Linked DNA regions of Mus musculus: regions 1, 2, 3 and 5 are each linked to region 4. The links are chromatin contacts, called in public ChIA-PET, HiChIP or PLAC-seq, Micro-C and promoter capture Hi-C maps. All regions are on one chromosome and are shown on one strand. The core of a region is the stretch at or near the end of the contact, and the rest is flanking DNA. Distances in the headings are between cores, read along the strand shown. Region 1 holds the start of Vwa5b2 (von Willebrand factor A domain containing 5B2). Region 2 holds the start of Ap2m1 (adaptor-related protein complex 2, mu 1 subunit). Region 3 holds the start of B3gnt5 (UDP-GlcNAc:betaGal beta-1,3-N-acetylglucosaminyltransferase 5). Region 4 holds the start of Map6d1 (MAP6 domain containing 1). Region 5 holds the start of Dvl3 (dishevelled segment polarity protein 3).

Region 1 (2,751 bases), core at 191-2,690, 350 kb before region 4:
GGCATTCGAGGGCGCGGGCTCGGGCTCGGGCTCGGAGCTTACCCTGTGCGCAGCGGCGGGGTGTAGAGGTCCCTAGTCCCGGGCCCAGAGCGCGACAGCAGGCGGCCTGTGATCGGCGCCGGCTATGCAACTGGAAGGAGACGCGCCGTCCGGCCGCCTCGGCCTCGAAGCCAGATACCACCTCCGCCTCAGCCAGAGGGTACACGAACACGCCTGCGAGCAGGAACAGGCAGACCTGCTCTCGAACCCCACCTGGCATTTGCTACCTCCCCGCGCCCGCACCAGGTCTCACCTTCCACCGGCTGGGGCTGTGGGTTGTGGTAGGTAAGCCGGGCACGCAGGCTGAGGCAGGGTCCCTTGGCATAGGCCCGGACGCAGGAGTCGGTGAGCGGCAGCGGCGTCCAGCTGGTGGGGCAGTACAGGCCAGGCATGGTGCCCACCCTGCGTGAACAGGGGCTGGATGAGGGGCACCTCGCTCCAGCGTCATGAAAACTAGCTATGCCACCTGACCCTATCGGGTACCTGGGGACCTGGGGATGAAAGCTTGCAGAGGGAGCAAGGCTGAGTCGGGAGACCCCCCCACCCCCACCCCCACCCCCAAGCCGCAGCGTCCAAGCAGACAGGTGGCGGGGCAGATAACAAGAGGGGTGTGTGTGTGTGCAAGGATGGAAAGATGGGCATCCTCGCCCGTTACCTGGGTAGCAGGAGCAGGGAACAGCTCTCCGCAATGGGGGAATGGAGGGTTAATGGTTAACCCTCCAGTCCAGGCGTCCTCCAGTCCCGCTGCGGGTTGCGAGCCGGGGGCTTGGGGGGTGGTGCCCACAGCTGTTCCTGCACCTTCTCGGGGCCTCACCACCGCCCCCGTACCTGCCCCCTGCCTCCTGGCTCTCCACGGTTGCCAGCTGTCGGAAGTGGTGCTTCTGGAGAGATGGAAGATACTCTGGGTGGAAAGCAAAGGTTTAAAGGGCCAGCATTGCCCTAGGCGCCCCTAGCTCACAAGGGTCCCCAGGGACAGGGTGAGGTCGGGAGCTGAAAAGGCTGCAGTCTTTATCTCTCCTTGCCTTTCGTGACTGGAGTACTGAGAGAGGCTGTAGACCGTCTTGAAAGGTTGCAGTAGGAAGAACTAGAAAGGGACGGGAAAATGCGTCTCGGGAAGTCAGATGTGCAGAGGTGTCGCGGCAGCGGGAGTCCATGTCATCTGATCTAGAGCGGCTCTCCCCGCCCAGGCTGGCCTGAGACTAGGTAGCCACAGGGGATGCTACAGGGTGGGTCTTGGGATCGCCCCCTCCCTTTGGGCAGCCCAAGCCTCACCGTCACTTCTTGGTGGAGTTGTGGGGCGTCGCGACCAGACAAGAGTGGGTGATGCTTCCTCTGATGTCCAGACTGCCCCTTGTTCCTGCACCTGCGCGATCCACCTCGGAACTACCACTGAGATCCTGTGAGTCGGGAGAGGGGCGCCAGCCGGGCTGCTGGCTGGTAGTCCCGCCCGGGTTCCAAGAGGCCGCCCCTCCAGCCCGCCTCTGCCCCGCCCGCCACTGCGGAGGGGGCTGCGGCTCAGTTCCTTCGGGCACCGCACCGCCTCCGCGCGTCAGCTCAGGCCGGCAGAGCCAGGCAAGAGACCGCAGTGCAGAGAGCCAGTACCCCAGCCACTGCACGACCCCCACCAACGGCACAGTGAAGCTGAGCGCCCCCTCTCCATCCTTCTGGAGGTAAGGAGTTTCGTGAGCAAAACAGGGCGGCCGAGTCTGCAAACACATCCCCCCCTCTTCCCAACACTGCAGTGGCCCACCCACCACCACCCCGCCCTGGGTGGACTCCCGCTCACTGCAGTGACCCTCCCTCATCACCGCATCGGAAACCATTTAGGCCTCGCCCCCCACAAGAAGCAAATAGGTTATTGCAGAAACCTCCCCTTTCGCGGCATGTGCCTTCGTTTGTGTGCTCACCAAAGCGGTTGCCCTCAATCCAGTCTCCCCATCACTGCAGCGGCGTTCCCACCCGGAAGCACCCTGGGCTCCTTCACTGCAGTGTTGTTATACCCTTCCTTTTCTGGGAGTGGGGAGGATGCGCAGGACGGCTTCCTTGCACGAGGGCCTCCAGAGTAAAGCCTTCTAGCTTTCCCAAGGGTGCGGGGCTGCTCCTGTCACAGCAGTGGTCCCCGCCTCCCATTCGTCAGCCTAGCACCTAAGGTGGGGGCATTCTTGCTCAGAAAAACAGGCTCCTTGAAATTGGCAGGATTTTCGCGTGTTTCTCACTGCAAAACATTAGGAAGATCTGTAAAATCTCCTCTAGGATCTTGAGGGAAGAGTCTGGGAACCCCGGGAAGTGAGCGAAGGTAAGTATATTTGGGGTCACCCTTACAAGCACTCCTAAAGATGCCCTATTCCAATTCTGCAAAAAGAAGTTAAGGAGTGCTGTAGGTGGGAGCAGTCAGAACTGTGAGATTGAGGTAAGAGAGTTTTTGTTTGTTTTACATATAGACACCCAATAACTCACACCATTTGTTAAAATTACTATTTGGAGCCATGCAGTGGTGGTGCAGGAGAACTACACAGAGTTGGAAAAAAGCAAAACAAACAAATACAAACACACACACACACACACACACACACATACACACACACAATTAGGGATGGCTCAGTGGGTAAGGGTAAAAAGCACTTTGCTGACAAACCTGATAACCAGAGTTTAATTCCTGGGATCCACGTGGTGGAAAGAGAGTATTGACTCTCACAGGTACACGTGTGCTTT
Region 2 (2,819 bases), core at 116-2,615, 290 kb before region 4:
CTGGAAAAGCAGTAAGAACTCTTCAATGCTGAGCCCCTTTTACAGTTATTTCTGGTTACTGTCTTTTCAAAATTTCTAAGTGTGACAAAAATTAGGTCTGTATGTAGTAGCATTAATCCTGCCATCTAAATTGTGTCTCCAAATCTGCCAAGTCAGTCACTTCTGGCCTGGTGTTTACCAAGCAATGGGCAGGGATAACAGAATGCCTCGACTGCCCAAATTATTTTGGTCAAAATTAAGGTAGAATATTTGAGTAACGGGGTTAATCTGGTTCTAGATTTCTGGATTAGTCCAGATATTAATTTCACTGAGGTTAGTTTAACAGACTTTTTGAAACTGAAAAGTTAACCCTTGAAGCCCAGTGACAAGTCCAAAGAAGGTGAGAAAGAAAATGCAAAATGGAGGTTGAGCGCTGAGCAAAGGACCAAGTCCACAGGTATCAACCTCGGGTGGGGGATGGTGTGTGTGACCTCGGGGGGGGGGGCGGTGTGTGTGTGTCCTGGACGAAAATGCAATATTTAGTTAAGGAAAGGGTTAGCTGGAATTGCTAGCAAAAGACCAGGATGACCCCAAAGCACCAAATACAGCTGTGGGAGTCCCTAAAGGTCTCCTATGGCAAAGGTCATAGGAGCTTGGGAGGAGCGAAAAACAGCGAAAAGAGATAGACAAGAAAAAGAGAAAGCTGAGAGACAGGGCCTACTCTTCTGTTAGTGAAGCATAGGGGGCTGGTGGAGTTTTTCTCAGCTGAGGGAGGAGAAGACATCTAGGCCCGGGAGATGTCACCACGGGATGCGGGGGCTGTCACAGGTCTGAGGTACAAGAGCCGTGGGGGTAAACCAGGAGGATGGAATCTCTCAGTGTTCGAGAGAGACCTGTCACTGTCCAAGGGAGTGGCACCAGGGGATGTCAATGTCCTGGGGGATGGGGAAATAGGAAACCCCGGGGTTGAGCGGTTGTCAGGATTCTAGGGATGGGGCGCCGCGCGGCGTCTCCCGCTCTAGGATTCCAGCCCTAGTCTCTTCCCGGAGACGCCTGGCGGGTCACTGGAAGGCGTTGCTCCCCGCCCTTGCTGCAATCGCGCCCAAGGCACCCCCGCCCGGTTGTCTACTCCCTCCCGGGTCTGAAGGCTGAGGCCACTCCCCGGTGCGGGCAGTTTTCCACCCAGCACCGTGCAGGGCAAGGCAGGCTACCACAGCACCCTCGTCGCCTGATAAGGACCTCTAAGTCAAGCCTCCCAGCTCACCTGGAGTCAGCAGCCCCCACAAGGCCGGCCTGGCCACTCTCGGATCCCAAGATGTCCGCCCGCCCCCAGCTCGCCTGTCTGCTGCCTCGGCTTTCACTGCAGTGCTCCCGCCCCACCCCGCCCCGATCGCAGCTGCGCCTGCGCGCTCGCCTCCAGCGGCGACTACAAGTCCCGTCAGTCCCCGCAGCTTTCAAGCTGACACATCTGAGCGCCCTAGGCTCAACAAAACTACAACTACCGACAGCCTTCAAGACAGAGAAGACGTCAGCTTTAGTGCGCCTTGCAAGCAACACGTGTCGTGATACACTCCAACCATTGTTTGCTTCACTGAGAATCACGGGAAGTGTAGTCTCTGCGACCCTTCCTGTTCCTAGTTAAGTGGGGTAGCTTTAAGAGACCAAAGCTATTTGTCGAAACCAATTGTAAATTTTGAATTACTATAGTCTTTTATTGTCTCCAGATTTCGAAGACTGGCTACTTTACAAACACAACTTGGCATAAGCTTGTTACTGCTGAATTTACTGTTTTTTTTTTTTTTTAAACACCACGTTTGATTCTCCCAAACGTGTGTGTGTGTGTTTTTATATATATATATAAAATTTATTTGTATGTATTTTATATATATTCTAGGATTGGACTGATCCCTTTCTCAGGGATAATTATCCAAACAGAAAAGCTGGGAAGGAAGACAGCTAAACGTTAATGTTTTCCTCAGCTAAATCTGTGACTGTGGTGTGATGGTGACGTATGCCGTTAATTCCAGAGTTCTGGAGGCAGAGGCAAGAGCATCTCTGTGAGTTTGAGGCCATCCTGGTCTAAATAGAGAGTTTCAAGACAGCCCAGGCTACATAAGAGACCCCTTTTGCCCTCTACTCCAGTTTAGTTGGGCATGGGATTTTAAAATCCCATTTCTCCTTTAATCCCAGCACTTGGGAGGCAGAGGCAGGAGAATTTCTGACTTCGAGGCCAGCCTGGTCTACAAAGTGAGTTCCAGGACAGCCAGGGCTACAGAAAAACCCTGTCTCGAAAAAAAAAAAAATCCCATTTCTCAACTGTGCAGTGGTGGCACATGCTTTTAATCTCAGCACTGGGGCGGGGGGGGGGGGGGGGGTAGAGGCAGGCAGCACTCTGAGTTCAAGGTCAGCCTGGTCTACAGATCAAGTTCCAGGACAGCCAGGGCTACAAAGAGAAACCCTGTCTCATAAAAACAAAAAAGGAGAGAAAAGATTTCCTATGATATCCAAACTGAGAGAATGAGGAAGAGCCAACCTGGACACAAACAGCTGTCTGATTATTGCCAAATCAGGAAAATTTGGTTTTTCTCTCAGGAGACAGAGACATCCTGCTGCCTAAACAGGCCAGAGACTTCTATGGCAGAAAGGAAGTGGGTGGGTGCTTAAATCTGGTTGCTAACCCTACTATTCCTAGCAATCTCCTTCTAAGTAGCGAAAACCCAAAAACTTCTAACTCCTGAACTATCATTCAAGGCTTCATATCTATCTTTGCAAAGGTTTTCTCTTCCCAATATACCCTAAAAGTTTGCTGGTTTAGAGTAAATTAATAATAATAATAATAA
Region 3 (2,703 bases), core at 127-2,626, 480 kb after region 4:
TATATTAAAGAAAATGGGAGTAAACAGGAGATTCTCATTAGAAAGATCTTTTCCCAATTTCTCCTACCCGCCTGCTTTCCCGTTTTCTTTTCTTTTTTCTTTTCCAGCTAGCAGCTATTCCAAAGAGCCGGTCAGCTCCCTCACGTGCAAGCTACCCTAGGCGGTCAGCCCGAATTCAATCCAGCATTGATAAATCTCAGGACCCAGACTGAAGATGCGCCAAGGCTGGACCTGGCTTCGCGACACCACAGCCACCTCTCCCCATTGGCATTCCGGGTAAATCCGGTGCTCTGGACCCCGCGGGTCGGATCGTACCTGCGGCACAAAAGCGGCAGCTAGGCCTAGGGTGGTCGCCGCCCAGCGCTCGCGCCCACCAGGCCGCAGTGAACAAAGGCGCTCGCCGAGGGAACTCTCCCTTCTTCGCTGCACCTCCGGACCGGGAAGCCCCGGCTCGCAACGAAGAGCCGTCTGTCTTCCTGACCATTCCACCCTGATGCCCCCGGGCCGCCCGTGTGGACTACCCTCTGCACCCCTTCCCGCCTCCCGGTCGGGTCCGGGCTAGAGGAGGGGAAGCTAGAGGTGGGGCGGGTCCCGGGACTCTCAGCTAGCAGCCTCGGGGAGAACCTCAGAGCCGGCACAAAGCTAGCCCAGCCAGAGACTTAGACTCTGCAGGGGCTTCGAGAGTGCCCGGTCTAAAGCAGACTGCGAAGCCACGCTCCCCGACAGAGGGACCTTGGCTCACAGTAGGATGCAGCGGGCACTTTGGGTGGGCAGTGACTGACCTTTCATCCAGGAGCGGCGTTGGTTAAGACTGGAGACCCATTCATCCAAACCACGTTTCAGTTAGTCATTTCCGAGCTGAAGGTTTTGAGTGGACAGCGGTTCTCCCATCGTCTCGTAGTTTCCTAGCAAACCCTAAGAGCCCGCCGGTCTTCTGTCAGGACACTTAGGACTTGAGCTCCTGGGAGCCTAAGTAACAAAGAAAGGAAACGCACATTTATTTGAAGCGAAGACTGCACGCCTTATGACTGCACAGCAACAGTTCGTTTTAAAAGCAGACCCTTCCCCTGTGTTCAGCCTCCCCATTGATTTACATTCCAACCCAGGGAATTTCAAGCATTGTAAAACTCACCGAGGAACCCAAGTCCTTAAATGTCCCAGAGGTCCGCTGTCCTCCTAGAAGCCCTGGGGGAAAAGTCTCAAGAACAAAAGTTGCAAACTAAATTTCGGTTGTAAGCGAGGAAGCTAGGGCAGGGCTCCAAGAGAGACCCCGCTGGAGCCGGCTAGAGCCGGCTGAGAGGGGCGGGCCTGATTAAGGGTCTTGGCTCACTCAGGCTGGGGCGCAGCCGCAGGAGCCTCCAGCTGCTTATTTGGTCACTCCACTCCAGGCTTCCTCGGGAATGCTCAGCCCCGCCCCTCCCCTACCCCGGTCTGTGAAGGTGACGTGCCCCGCCCTAAAGTGCTATCTGTGAGGACTCCAGGAAGCGATTGCCTCACTTGTTTGCTAATAACTAAACTATAGATTCAGAAGACCAAATGTGCACCTGAGCCCAAAGGAAAGTTCTTGTTCGGCCTGTAACCAGACATTATCAGGATAGTGTAGACATCAGCTGAAGGAGCAAGTAAATAAATCTTTTTTTTTTTTTTTTTTTGTAGCTAATTGCTTGCTTAAAAAAATGCTGTTCTAGACTTTTCCTTATAGAAGCATTCAATAGAGCTCCTATTTTGAGCAGTTTTGTAGTTATACATACTGAAAACAGGACAAGAAAAAAAATCCAAAAATGTCAAGTCCAAATATGGGTTTGTAATTGTAAAAGTCAGTAAGTTCAAAGTAGTTGCTGAATCAGTTTAAAACACACTTGTTATTTCAAACTCTAGTTTTAGGAGATTTTGCAACTGCATTTTAAAAGCCCTTCAGCGTATTTCCAATCCTGAAATTCTTTTCATGTGTTACTCACACAAGGCATGGTTCGCTGTTAACTCACCTGTCCAGAAGACCACAAGCAGAAATACTAATGTAATGGGACTCCTAATGGAGTCTGACAGTGATCTATAAAGAGGAGCATTCATTGTTCCTACAGGGTTAATCACCCCCCAATTATCTTCTTAAATCCTGACTAATCCTTTATATGGTCCTCCCTAAAACACATGTGTATTTTGTATTCACATACATATATTCAAGTGGGACTTTGTTCCTTTTCGGTCATTTGGAACTAGTTACATGTGTCAGTTTATATAGGTAGGCACATGGGAAATATGAACTGATGAGAAAATATACACACACACACACACACACACACACACACACCCCTTTCCAACCTCTATACAAATAGACATGTGGACTAATGATTTTAAAAGTAAACCCATATGGTATCATATGCCTGTAATCTCAGCACTCAGAATGATTTTCATGAGTTCAAAGGCAGCCTTGATCACATAGTGAGTATCAGGTTAGCCTAGGGATACATATAATACTGCTGCTGCTGCTGCTGCTGCTACTACTACTACTACTACTACTACTACTACTACTACTACTACTAAAAATCCAGAGTAGAAAAATTAGTGAGCTGTAGAGTTGGGGTGGGAGGGGTAATGGTTAAAGAACCTGAGGCTAAGAGATGAGGAAGGGCAAAGAGGCCCAGAATGACCTCTCTGGGCCCAGACAGATATATGTATGTATGACAGGCCCATGATGTATGATGT
Region 4 (2,700 bases), core at 70-2,569:
AACCTTCATTTGCCAGGCTGACTAACCCAAAGCTCAGCTCCACTTCACAAAGTCAGTTGGCTCTGGCTGAGAGAAGACTTTGTGTGTGTGTGTGAGTGGTGGTGGTGGTGGTGGGGTCCACATAATCTTAGTTAGGGTTTTACTGCTGTGAACAGACACCATGACCGAGGCAACTCTTATAAGGACATTTCATTAGGGATGGCTTACAGGTTCAGTCCATTATCATCAAGGTGGGGGCGTGGCAGTGCCCAGGCAGGCATGGTGCAGGCAGAGCTGAGAGTTCTACATCTTCATCTAAAGGCCACTAGGAGAAGATTGGCTCCCACATGGTTAGGAGGAGGGTCTCATTGTCCACCCTGAACAGTGACACACTTCCTCCAACAAGGCCACACCTATTCCAACAAAGTTACACCTCTTAATAGTGGCACTCCCTGGGCCAAACATATTCTAACTACCATACCCATGAATGCACCTTCAGTAAAGGTTTTCCCAACTCCAGACTTAACTGTCAGTATGGGGTCATAGCCAGACCTGGGGTGTTAACCAGCAATGGTATGTCACTCCAGTACAACTTGCAGCTAATGAAGTTGAGGAAGATGAGCTGACCAATGGGCCCAGACTGGGCAGTCCTCCTAGGTGCAGACTGGATGCTTCTCAGGTTCAGCCAGAAGTTGTAACTACCACCACTTCCATGGTTGCAGGTCTGAGTGCATGCAGGATACACTTGGGAAGCCCTTGGAGGGCAGCTGGATGTTTTCTGTATTTAACTGACCTTCATTCAGGCTGGATTATAGCCCTGCAATGGAACGAGCATACATGCACATCAGGGAAAGGAAACCAGTTTGGGGGTTGTAATTACAACCCAGGGAAAGGACGATTGGGAGCTTATGACAGTTCTTAAGGAAAACCGGGTTAGTTGTTACCCATTTATAACAGCACAGTAAACAGCAAATGGAGATTCACGAGCTGACATGGCCCTAAGTTCTCACTTGCATCACCTTCCTGGTTGCCTCCACCCTTTCCACTCTGGGTGGTCGCTGAGTCCGCTAGGCACAGTTTAAATCTATTTTGCAGCCACCCGTGTCCACAAATGCCAACAGAGTTCTCTGGTCCTGCCGCCAGAGCCTTCTTGATGGATTGATTGTTCCTTAAAAAAAAAAAAAAAAAAAGTAGCAGGCTTAGTGACGGTGAGGAAATGCCTCCTTCCGACCTCGCTCTCGATGAAGCCCAGGTCTGATTTCTGAGCTCACATTGGGGGAACTCTGGGTTTAGGACTGCCCGCAGGCCGTCCTTGCGGGGCTCAGGGTTGCGCGGGGGCAGTGGGGTAGTGCGCGCGCGCGGCGCAGGCGCGCGGCCGAGCGGCATGGCGTGGCCCTGCATCAGCCGGCTGTGCTGCCTGGCCCGGCGATGGAACCAGCTGGACCGCTCGGACGTAGCGGTGCCGCTGACTCTGCATGGTTACTCGGACCCCGGGAGCGAGGAGTCGGGCGCAGACTGCAGCGTCTCGCGCGGGAACCCGTCGGTCGCAGGCGCGCGGGAGTCCAGCCGCGCTGTGCCGCTCACCCAGTACCAGCGCGATTTCGGTGTGCGAACCGCGCGCGCCGGGTCCCGGGATGCGGCTCAAGAGCGCCCATCGGGGCCGGGCGGCCGCAGAGGCCAGTCCTCGGCGCCCCCCACCCGGACGGTCTACGTGCTGCCGGTCGGGGACGCGGACGCAGCTGTAGTAGCGACCACGTCTTATAGGTGGGTAGCTGGCTGCGGCAGAGGAATGCTTCGAATCTGGACCTGCGGTGGGAGGAAACGGAGCCCCGAAACGGGGTGGGGGCGGGGAGAGCACGAAGGCTGAATACCACAGGATCTGGAGAGTGACAGGGGAGCTTCGGGGTCATCTTTGGTCTCCTGACACTGCAGGCATCGCCTTGTGTTCCCAATTGCTCCCTACCCTGGGATCCAGGATGAGCGCACCTCGTAAGAGAGCACCCCTCCCTCGATTTGATTCCTCCTCCTTCGGTCTCAGATTGTTCTTTTTTAACTTCTGTGGGGTGAGCAAAGAGGGCGGTGCACAGCCCCTCATCCCACGCCCCACGCCGTGCCCAGGGCCAGTGCCTGCGCTGTTCAAGATCCCACAGAAGGAAGGTCCTTTGCACCCTTAACAGCTTTGGACAACTGAGGACTTCTTGCCTCTTCTTTCTACATAGAAGAGTAATGAATGCTCATAATGGGGGAATTAGAAATAAAAATAACAAATTCTGCCTTAACACCCTCACGCCTCCCCTCCCAAACAGATGGATCTTCCTAATTCTTAGTATACAATGAATGCATACACATTCAGTTTCCTCCACGATCTTATTCTTGCTGTTGCGATGTTTTAAAATATTTAATATATATTAGTGTGGAGAGGGGGGCGAGAGGAGGGGCGAGCAGATCAGAAGACAACTTTAGAAAGTCACTCCTCTTCCCCTTCTGCCATGGATTCCAGGGATCCATCTCTCGGATTGTCAGGCTCACACATTATAACTCCATTACTTTTTTTTTTTTTAACTTAATGTAATGTTTGACCATAGATAGATGTTCTGAATGTTAATAACTGTAATGTATGTTAGCCCTTTGTTAGGCATATAGCCACAGGCATAAGCCCCCCACCCCCCCTTTTTTTTTTGGTCTCATCTGTGATGCCTTGTTTGGGACTATTTAAAACAC
Region 5 (2,707 bases), core at 34-2,533, 280 kb before region 4:
AGGCCGACCGTCCAGTTAATGTAGGCAAGCCTCAGCCCCTTGGAGAGGGGTGTGTGTGTGTGTGTGTGTGTGTGTGTGTGTGTGTGTCTTCCCCCTCCACCCCCCTCTCAGGCCAGCTGCTACAAAACCCTCAGGCTCCAACATTCCAACCTCTCTTAAAGGGGCAGTCCCAGCTTCCAAACTGCCCATCAAAAGCCCTGCAGCAGGGTAGGGAGGGGAAGACAAGAGAGAACATCAATAGGCCCTTCCTAGTCTTCCCATCCAGGCTCTGAAGCCCTATGCAACATCTCTGCTGGGACTACCATCAGGAAAGAAAAGGCCCCAGCACCTGGCTAGTGAGAACTCCTCTGAGTCAGGCAACACCCCATCGGCCCAGGGGAGAGGGGAATCTGCTTGACAAACATCAGGTCCATCATCCAGCCTGGTAGAACAGCCCCCAACGCCTCCTTCTCCAGTTCAAAGTCCCACCAGCTACAGCCCTAGATACAGCACACTCCAAATAAGGCTCTGAGTTGCAGAGCTCAGAAGACCGGGAAGGCAGGCCGGGTGTCAATATACTCCAACTTTATGCTTAAATGGTGGCACCTGGAAGGACTGAGAATTCTGGCTTTGGACTGGAGTGGAAAGGATGTATGTCTCTGGGGGGGGCCGCTGGACCGTGGGGAGGTGAGGGGGCTTGAATGGTAGGAACCGATTGCTTAGGGAGGGACGTCTCGCTGGACCAGGGGGGCAAGGCCTCCAAGAGGTGACTGGGAGTCCCTCAAAGTCAAGTGTGTCCCAAGTCACCGAGTCGCTCCCTTGCTGGAAGCGGGGCTAGAAACCAGTGCAGTCAGGGGAGTCGGAACTGGCTGTGTTGGCCCCTAGCAGCGGAGCGACCCGGGCTCCCGGGAGGCGGGGCGGGGGCCATCCTCACCCAAAATCGTCGTCCATAGACTTGAAGAAGAACTTATAGCTGGGCCGCTGCAGAACGCCCTTAAAGTCCGCCAAGGTGACGCGCTCGGCGGGCAGGGGCAGCTTCACCAGGTACGGCGTCTCCTGGCCGTCCAGGTGGTAGATGATCTTGGTCTCGCCCATGGCTCCGGCCTCGGCCCCGCGGCGCGCGGCCTGCTTGGGCAGCGGGGCCGGGCCTCTCCGGCAGAGCTCGGCGCTCGGCGCGGCCCGCTGCTCAGCCCCACTCAGCCGCCGGCCGGGCCGCCAGCTCCCTTGTTCTCCGGCCGCTCCCGGGTCCCAGCGCCGCCCGCCACCGCTTCCGCTCCCCACTCCCGGCGCTCCGCTGGCGATCGCGACTCTTCCGGTGGCCTGGGCCCTCCCGGCTCTGGGCCGAGCCCAGTGCGGCCCCGCCCCGCCTCCGAGCCGCGCTGGCTGCTTGCGGCCGACTGCCCGCCCACCCACAGGGCGGCGCTGGGTCCCCTGTGCTCCGGGTTCAGGCAGCTGGACCTGGAAGTCTCAGCCCGGTGGGACTGGCGGAACCGTGTGCAGGGTCCCGGGCAGGAGGGGAGGGATGGAAGAGAAGTGTCACCGACTGCAGAAGAGAATGGATTTGAAGACCTAACTGGATCCCTGGATGCCGGGTGGCTTCAACTCGGATTTTTGGATTCTGCTGACAGCACAGTTGCTGCCACCGGACCGTACTGAGTTCCTTGAGGGCTGAGCAAGTTCAAGTTTTTATCCCTATAATCTCAGCGTCTCTATGAACAAGTAGTTTGAGAAATGGACTGAGTGGGTGTGGTAGCGCTTACCTTTAATTCCAGCACTCAGGAGAGAGAGGCAGGTGTCTTTCAGTGAGTTTAAGCCAGCCTGGCCTACAGAGAGCTTCAGGACAGCAGGACTATGGAGGGAACTCCTCTCTTAGAGAGAGGGAGAAATACAGAGAAGAAAAAGAAAGAAAGAAAGAAAGGAAAAGAAGAGGAAAAAAAGGACAAAAGAAAGAGAAAAGAAAAAATTTGAGTTAAGAAAGAATGCAAGCAGCCAGGTGTGGTGGAACATTACTTTAGTCCAAACACTGGATAGGTAGGCAAATCTCTGAGTTGGAGGCCAGCCAGTCTACAGAGCAAGTTCCAGAACAGCCAGGGCTAAACAGAGAAACCCTGTATGATTGGGACAGTAGATGTCAAAACTACCTATAGTCAGTTGGTGGTTCAGCTTCTCAGCTGTAACAATGTATGTCAGGTGTGGCTTTGAAACTCCTGACAATTCTCCTGCCTCAAGCTTCTGAGTTCTCTCTCTGATTACATGCCTGCATTTCAGTCACCTCTTCTGCCCAGAAACCTCTTCACATTACCCAATATGACTTTCATATACCCTCAACATGACACACAAGGCCCTTAATAATCTGACATCTATATACCTCTCTAGACTTTTTCTCATTACATCATAACCAATTTTTTTATTATAAGCAGAAAGCATTCAGTAGCAGTTACATGTTTTCAGTTTATATCCTTCATTTAATCTTTTTCTCCAAATAATGTCTGTGCATAAATAAAATGCATTAAAACTTTTCAAGGTTTGTTTTTACCCCCTGCACAGATTATAGGTATCTGAGATGACCAGGAGAGGGTGTCAGTCTCTTGGAATTAGAGTCACAGGAGCTGGAGAGAGAACTAAGTGGTTAAGACCTCTTCCAGAGGTCCTGAGTTCAATTCCCAGCAACCACATGGTGGCTAACAACCATCTGTAATGGGATCTAATGCCCTCTTCTGGTATGTCT

The links. Hi-C and Micro-C count contacts between places; a contact is called where the count stands out from the background. ChIA-PET counts read pairs in DNA pulled down with a chosen protein or histone mark. HiChIP or PLAC-seq counts read pairs in DNA pulled down with a chosen protein or histone mark. Capture Hi-C pulls out chosen DNA fragments and counts their contacts.
Region 1: a FOXA1 HiChIP or PLAC-seq map of pancreatic cancer cells shows a contact between it and region 4. The contact joins the promoter of Vwa5b2 here to the promoter of Map6d1 in region 4. A contact is called at or near these places in 2 of 39 promoter capture datasets (the C10 cell line and cranial neural crest), 1 of 484 Hi-C or Micro-C datasets (bone marrow-derived macrophages), 1 of 115 datasets of contacts at active chromatin or transcription factors (pancreatic cancer cells) and 1 of 9 other capture datasets (embryonic stem cells).
Region 2: a contact with region 4 is called in an RNA polymerase II ChIA-PET map of memory CD8 T cells, with 15 read pairs. The contact joins the promoter of Ap2m1 here to the promoter of Map6d1 in region 4. A contact is called at or near these places in 2 of 115 datasets of contacts at active chromatin or transcription factors (embryonic stem cells and memory CD8 T cells) and 1 of 9 other capture datasets (pancreatic islet).
Region 3: a contact with region 4 is called in a promoter capture Hi-C map of adipose tissue. The contact joins the promoter of B3gnt5 here to the promoter of Map6d1 in region 4. A contact is called at or near these places in 5 of 39 promoter capture datasets (3T3-L1-derived adipocytes, hematopoietic stem and progenitor cells, liver and 2 more), 2 of 115 datasets of contacts at active chromatin or transcription factors (both in embryonic stem cells) and 2 of 9 other capture datasets (adipose tissue and liver).
Region 5: a Micro-C map of embryonic stem cells shows a contact between it and region 4, with 3 times the contacts expected there. The contact joins the promoter of Dvl3 here to the promoter of Map6d1 in region 4. A contact is called at or near these places in 1 of 39 promoter capture datasets (neural stem cells), 2 of 484 Hi-C or Micro-C datasets (both in embryonic stem cells), 3 of 115 datasets of contacts at active chromatin or transcription factors (embryonic stem cells and epiblast stem cells) and 1 of 9 other capture datasets (adipose tissue).

The regions. Positions count from the first base shown.
Region 1 is chr16:20,588,842-20,591,592 of GRCm38.p6, reverse strand. It overlaps Vwa5b2 (von Willebrand factor A domain containing 5B2), which reads right to left and starts at 1,440. Exons shown (of 20, transcript NM_001384105.1): 1 at 695-1,440; 2 at 293-441; 3 at 43-213. The coding sequence starts at 431. It overlaps Gm35685 (predicted gene, 35685), which reads left to right and starts at 991. Exons shown (of 3, transcript NR_168482.1): 1 at 991-1,709; 2 at 2,293-2,335.
Region 2 is chr16:20,534,026-20,536,844 of GRCm38.p6, reverse strand. Ap2m1 (adaptor-related protein complex 2, mu 1 subunit) reads right to left here and starts at 1,365. Exons shown (of 12, transcript NM_009679.3): 1 at 1,244-1,365.
Region 3 is chr16:19,758,907-19,761,609 of GRCm38.p6, reverse strand. It overlaps B3gnt5 (UDP-GlcNAc:betaGal beta-1,3-N-acetylglucosaminyltransferase 5), which reads right to left and starts at 1,376. Exons shown (of 4, transcript NM_054052.3): 1 at 1,133-1,376; 2 at 783-969.
Region 4 is chr16:20,239,977-20,242,676 of GRCm38.p6, reverse strand. Map6d1 (MAP6 domain containing 1) reads left to right here and starts at 1,319. Exons shown (of 3, transcript NM_198599.2): 1 at 1,319-1,743. The coding sequence starts at 1,364. Gm49566 (a long non-coding RNA gene) reads right to left here and starts at 1,219. Exons shown (of 3, transcript XR_003951848.1): 1 at 924-1,219; 2 at 532-796.
Region 5 is chr16:20,515,562-20,518,268 of GRCm38.p6, reverse strand. It overlaps Dvl3 (dishevelled segment polarity protein 3), which reads right to left and starts at 1,283. Exons shown (of 15, transcript NM_007889.3): 1 at 914-1,283. The coding sequence starts at 1,074. Gm16618 (predicted gene, 16618) reads left to right here and starts at 489. Exons shown (of 3, transcript NR_167658.1): 1 at 489-630.